2 separate regions of the Sus scrofa genome follow, and region 2 is linked to region 1. A link is a contact called in public Hi-C data. All regions are on one chromosome and are shown on one strand. The core of a region is the stretch at or near the end of the contact, and the rest is flanking DNA. Distances in the headings are between cores, read along the strand shown.

Region 1 (3,337 bases), core at 833-3,332:
CGGCTGCATCTCTTCCATGAACTCAAACTATGTGAATTTCATCATCAAACTCCACCAACTCACACTAAACAGCAGAGCAGGTAGGAGATGAAGCACCACTCCAAACAGCCTCTTCCTGGGGAAGTAATTCAGTGCTGACAGTGGGTCAGCGCACATACATAAAACATGTGGCACTGAAAGATGCACAGTACGTGCTACAGCAGCTTAAAAAGGGACCCAAATGTGTGTGTGTGGTTTAAATGTACCAGACTTCAAAGCACTAGCTGTGTTGGTAGCAGGCAGGTTACTACTCCTTCATCCCACTAATTTAAAAATTAAACCACTTACTTCAATCAGGGTTATTGGAAGGGGGGACTAAATGAAAATTTATGTAAAGTTCTTAATGAATAGAATAACACTAAATAGAGGGAAATACACCAAAAGGTTAACAACAGTTATTTCTGTGAAGGAGGATAATGAATACTTTTAATTTCCTATTTATAAACTTCTGTGGTTCTCAATTTTTCTATAACAAGCACATTAACGTTTGCTGACTTTTCCGATCAGTGTTTAGATGGCTACTTTATAACAGAGGTGCTTAGAAAAGAGAAGAGCTAGCAGTTCCCATTGTGCTTAGCGGGTAACGAACCCGACTAGCATCCATGAGGATGCGGGTTCAATGCCTGGCCTCGCTCAGGGAGTTAAGGATCCGGCTGTGAGCTGTGGTATAGGTCGCAGACACGGCTCAGATCCCACATTGCTGTGGCTGTGGCGTAGGCTGGCAGCTGTAGCTCCAATTCAACCCCTAGCGTGGGAAATTCCATATGCCACGAGTTCGGCCCTAAAAAAAAAAAAAAAAGGAAAAGAGCTGTCACGATATCAGTGAGCCAGCTGAGCAACACAATCACATTACTAGCAATTTAAAATGTTTTTATTGTCCAGGTCTCAAAAGACAAAACAAAATAAAAAACCACACACACACACGAACCCAAAAAACATATCAAAACCCCAAAACATAGAGACAAAAAGAAAAAAAGAATCTTCCACCAACAAATCTATTTTTCAAAGAGAAAGCATGAGAAGCATGAACTTTGGTTTCAGACAGACCTGGGTGTGAATTCTGGCTCCGACACTCACTAGCTATATGACTTGGGAAAATGACTTACATTCCCAAGACCATTTTCTAATCTGGTCTTTCAGAGCACACCTACTCTCCAGCGTCACTGCAGAAAAGGAGGACAATGAGAGTACAGGAGAGGGTACGTGTAACAGGAGCCCAGTAAATGATAACTGGTATTTATTCCTCCCACTGGCATATCTAGCCACAATTCTGTTTTCCTCTTGTTATGGAAATAAAACAGATTTGCCACATTACATTAAAAAAATACCCTGCTTTCTGTGAACTGATGTTTACCTTGCGTCTTTCTTCTGCAGCTTCTAATTTCTTCTGAATTTCCTCCAGGGAAAGATCCTTCTTCTTTGGAGGGGAAAGGGGGAATTCTGGGACGGATTCTTTTGATCGAGGGCTGAGAATCAGCTCAAAAGCCTGGCCTGAGGCACGCTTCTCCAGCTCCTTCACCTGGATATCTGGATTTTATGATTTTTATATCATATTTATAACACACTCAGAAAAATAGTTTTCCTGTTCTAATAGGCTGTTCTATTTTCTAAAAACCAAATCAATTTACTGAACAGAATTAGGGCTGATGAAGCAGCTGTGTTTATTGGAAGAAATTATCTAAACACCTCCCAGAAAAACAAAGCTCAACATTTTTGGGCTAATAAACACCATTCTGAGACATCAGTATTTGACAATCATTTTCTCAAACAAAAAAAAGTTGTGCAGAACTCCACATTATGCTTTAGGCCAAGTCAAATCATCTAATAATGAAACAATTAATTATGAGCTGTCAGTACATTCAAGTGACAATAATTTTTTCTTCTTTATAAAACAGATTTCTTAGTAAGACCACAACACTAGTGCCAAATTAAAGGCATAAGACCTGAGCCATCTCCTATTCTCAAATTAGAAGCCCGTGGCAAATTCAGCTTTTTCAAATAGATTACCTACCAGAAGAAGCCATGGTGAATAGAAGACAAGAGACTGGCAGTGTATTCTACACAATCCACTGGCAAGGAAAACCCTGAAAATGATTTTCAAAAGCACGCAATCAAATTTTTTGCATTTCTATGTCATGAATTCAAAGGGACTTCAAATCATATCCATACAAATTAAGGCCAGAAAAATTACTACTGTGAAATTAAATAAGACATCATTAGCCAGAAAATTTTATCTATAAAATACTCAAACACTGGGAAACCTGAATTGAATAGAATGCTGGTTGCAGAAGATCAAGTTAACTGAGCTTGCCTGTACAAAACACACTTCGATTCTTAAAACTAGACAAGGTTTAAATCACAAGATTTTTCTTCCCCTAATAAACTCTAAACTTTCCTCCCTGGCGAGAAGATATTCCAGATTCAACTCAACAGTGAGACCGGAGCCATCTTAACACTGCCTACAACTCATTGTGCAAATGGAACACCCACCCCTGCTTTGTCTGTGTCTGCCATGGTGTAAAACAAAACGCCCAAGCTAATATTAACCAATAATGTCGAACGCCTATTGTTCCTGCGGTTTAAGCTCCTCGTCCTACAGCGGGTAACACTAATTTTATGAACCTCAAGGTTTTAGATTACAATATTTGATGGTTTGTGTAGAATTTTCTCATGAAAAATTCTACATCCCTTCATTTTTTTTTAGGTCATGAATCTTGTAAACCCCAAGCTAGTACCAAAAACGTAGGAATACAGGTTCTCAGCAGCTGGAATTTAAAATCCGAAGCAGCGAAACGATCTAACCCCGGCGGAGCATTAGACTCAACATCAACCCCAGGATGGGCGTGGCCCTGGTCCAGGAGAGGAAAAGCGGCCAGCCGCCCCCGGCCAATCAAAGCACACCCTGCACACCAGCCCCTGGCCCCGCCCCCTTCCTCCCCGCGCCTTTTCGAATCTCCCCGAACTCACAACACCCGAGCCCGCGCGCGTGGGAAGGGGAGGGATGGGCGGGGCTAACGGTCCTATCCGGGTAACTCCGCCCTTCCCGGGCTCGCCCTGCGCAGACGCCCCCCTTCCCTACTCCCGCCAAAAACACCTTGAGGTGGCCCCCATCCCGGGTGCAGCTCGGCGGGTGGAGCAGTCCCCGGGAAAAGGCAGTGGGGTAGTCCTGCCGTCGGCTCGCCGCCTCTTTCCTTTGCTTCCAACCAACCTGCCGCCACCCAAGCTGTCTGCGCCCCCCGCCGCGAGAATGGAGAGCTCTCGTGGGGTGTCACCCTCTTGGAACAGCCCCACAGTCAGT
Region 2 (3,184 bases), core at 281-2,780, 87 kb after region 1:
GAATACAGAAGGCACTATAACCATAAACTAACTACATGACCTACACCTCTCTGAGCCATAAGTGAAATTTAATGAGAAAATTGATTTTGCCTAGGACTTGGTACATTTTACGTGCTCATAAAACGTTAGGGATTCATTAACAATGCTATGTCTCTCATCAGGCCCAGCCAAGCTTTTTTTTTATACCCCCTCCCACACTCCCAGATTTTTCTGGTTTTTCTGGATTACACCCTTTGACAAAATGGTTTCTTTCCTCCCAGCCTTTTCAGGCCTGAGACACTCCTACCAAAACCAGAGTCTACTAAACAGGCCCAGAAGAGCCCAGAGGGAATGGACAGGACTTGCGCTGCAGCTGTCCATCTCCTGGTGGGGCCCCATTTCCAGTGAACAGGGACCGCCCTTCTGCCAGCTGCCTGGACTTTTCATCACTGGCTATTTCAGGACAGAGTCCAAGATAAGCATTTCTCTGGGACTTCCTTTCAGACAAAGCTCTCTGGAGACTTAAAGCTCATTAGTCTGAAGTTTGGTCTCTGAGGGAGTGAGTAATACCATCCTGTTCTTAGAAAATGGAGCCGCCAAACACTCGATGGCAAGTTTGAGCAACAATGGGGCGGAACTATAAAAGGAGCCAAGAGAGCATTCTAGAACATTCATAATTATCATAAAAATGATCGCTCTCGCTTGTGGAGGCTTTACAGTTTATACAGCACTTTCACACATATTAGTCTACTGGCTCCATAAGACAGCCTCAAGCTAAGACTGAGAGAGCAACTGTCACCTCCACTTGGCAGACAAAGAGAGTGAGTCCCAGAGAAGTCGTATGATTAGCCCAGTCACACTGCGAGAGAGCTGCAGAGCTGGAATCAAACCCCGGTCTGCTGACTTTAAGTCCTGGGCTCTTCCGTGGATTGAGAAGGAATGGTGACCCTTCTTCCACTAGCATGAAAAACAGAAAAGTTAGGGCAAGAATGAAGCACACAGAAGGGGCAGCGCACAAGGAAGCCCAGGTTTCAGAGGGGTGACGCCGTGGGCTCAGGGTGGGGCTGTGGACTCCGCTCACCGTGGGATTCCGGGGCAGCTGGGGGAGTGACAGCGCAAGATGACAGTGGGAGAATGAAGGATGCGGGTGGATACTCGAGGTGTCTCAACAGGAAACAGAAAGTAATGTGCAGTTGCTAGGATTGAGAGGAGGAGTCTCCAAACCGGGCTGGAATATGAGAAACTCCGCAGACACTTCAGTTCAGAATAAAAGTTTTCTCCAATCAAACTTACCCAGTCAAGGTGATCCCTCAGAAGCAGCCCAGACTATCACCTCAACGGAATCGAGACGCTGCCCCGGAGCCCCTGGCCCTTCGGTAGTTGTAGTTTCCACAACTCAACCTTAGCGCTTAAAAACGTGTCCCGCCCCTCTGTCCGGAACTATAACTCCCGAGGTGCACCGCGCGAGATTGCCCATAAAGACCCTAGGACTACAATCCCCAAAATTCCACACGGCCCCCCTCATCGTTGGGCGCAACCCCAAGGCCGGGATGCGGTACAATTCCTCCACCTGGTGGTCGATTATGAAAGCCTGAGCGGAGGATTACGGTTTATAGTTCCGGTTAGTAACCCTCCGCCTAATTGTTCCTCAAATAATCCCTGGGTGTGTCTGAGGGTAGCTGGAGCTTTTTTTTTATTCTCAGGGAATAAGTCTGATCTTGTTTTGTGTTCCCCACTTTGCTTCCTGTGAGAGTATAAAACTGCTCATTCAAATTCAGGGCACATTCCCCACCAACCTGTACCTGTTGACACGTGATATTCCATTGTCCTACAGAAATGCATGGCCAGAACTGAGAGGATCCTGAGAGATCCCGCGCTGTCCCACCAGCCCCTCCGTCCATCCTCGCTTTGCCGGTTCTTAGGGACACAATGGTGAATAGGTTACTGTCGCTAGCCTAAAAAGAATTCACAGTCCAGCAGAGGATTGGGACAAATGAATAATTACACAGTGCTGTGCGTTTTCTAATGGGGAAAAACCAAGGGGTTGTGGGGGCCTTCTTGTAAAGAAACACCTGCCCAGGCCTGGGGAAATGGAACGGTGTTATCACGGCTTCCTGGAGATTTTACAGAAATGTTAAAATTGAGAACTGAAGGAATAGAACTTACCGGGGGTACTGAGAATGTGAAGAATGTTTTACACCCCAGCTGGAGCACAGAGCATGCGGGATGGAATAAAGAGTCATATCTGAGGAGGAAGGGCCACATCCTCAGGAGCCTTGTAAACTTCCATAAGAAATCTGGATTATTCAAGCAGCTCAAAAACTTTCAAAGGCTTCCTACTACCTACTGAATGCAGTACTAACTTCTTAGCTTGGCATTCAATGTCCTCCCCAACCTGGACCCCCACCTACTTCCTCAGAAGTATTGCCAGTGGTGTTCTCTGCCAGGAATCGCCCCTCTTCTGCCCTACCCCCAGCTGTTCACCTCCTCACCAATCTCAGGACTAGCAGGTTCTGGAGTCCTAGTTGTGGTACAGCAGAAATGAATCCGACTAGGAACCATGAGGTTGCGGGTTTGATCTGTGGCCTCGCTCAGTGGGTTAAGGATCTGGCATTGCTGTGGGCTGTGGTGTAGGTCACAGATGCGTTGCTGTGGCTCTGGCATAGGCTGGTGGCTACAGCTCCCATTCGACCTCTAGCCTGGGAACCTCCATATGCCGGGGGAGCAGCCCAAGAAATGGCAAAAAGACAAAAAAAAAAAAGAAGACTATCAGGTTCTTATTGTTACCTCCACACTTATATTCATGCTCTTCCCTCCACTAGGCACTCTGCCCTGCCTGGTGGCCTGTCTAATCCTGTTCTTCCGTGGAATCTACCTCTCCACGAAGCTTCTCTGATTCCGCTCCAGTCCCAAACCACCTCTACACCCTCTAGGTGCTTACCTCACACCGCCTTGCATCTTCTACCAGGTGGGAGGCCTTAACTCTCCAATAAGTTGTGAGCTCCTTAAGGTCAGGTGCTGAGTCATACAGCTGATCCCTCCATCTACCCTCAAATCACCAGGGTCCGGATTCCATGCTCCAGACTTTAGACTGTCCTCTCTTCCTGACACACTGTCACCACTACTGTCCTTCCAGAAGCCAAGATAAAGTCATCAGGAAAGAGTGATGGCAGCAGTACCCTGTGATAATCAAACCCTGGATTTA

What was found. Hi-C and Micro-C count contacts between places; a contact is called where the count stands out from the background.
Region 2: a contact with region 1 is called in a Hi-C map of skeletal muscle, with 5 times the contacts expected there. The contact joins the promoter of PAFAH2 here to the promoter of STMN1 in region 1. A contact is called at or near these places in 4 of 5 promoter capture datasets (fetal liver, fetal skeletal muscle and liver), 38 of 47 Hi-C or Micro-C datasets (adipocytes, adipose tissue, alveolar macrophages and 19 more) and 2 of 2 datasets of contacts at active chromatin or transcription factors (alveolar macrophages and skeletal muscle).

The regions. Positions count from the first base shown.
Region 1 is chr6:83,358,253-83,361,589 of Sscrofa11.1, forward strand. STMN1 (stathmin 1) reads right to left here and starts at 2,083. Exons shown (of 4, transcript NM_001009582.1): 1 at 2,051-2,083; 2 at 1,394-1,566. The coding sequence starts at 2,063.
Region 2 is chr6:83,445,437-83,448,620 of Sscrofa11.1, forward strand. PAFAH2 (platelet-activating factor acetylhydrolase 2, cytoplasmic) reads right to left here and starts at 1,531. Exons shown (of 11, transcript XM_005665126.3): 1 at 1,273-1,531.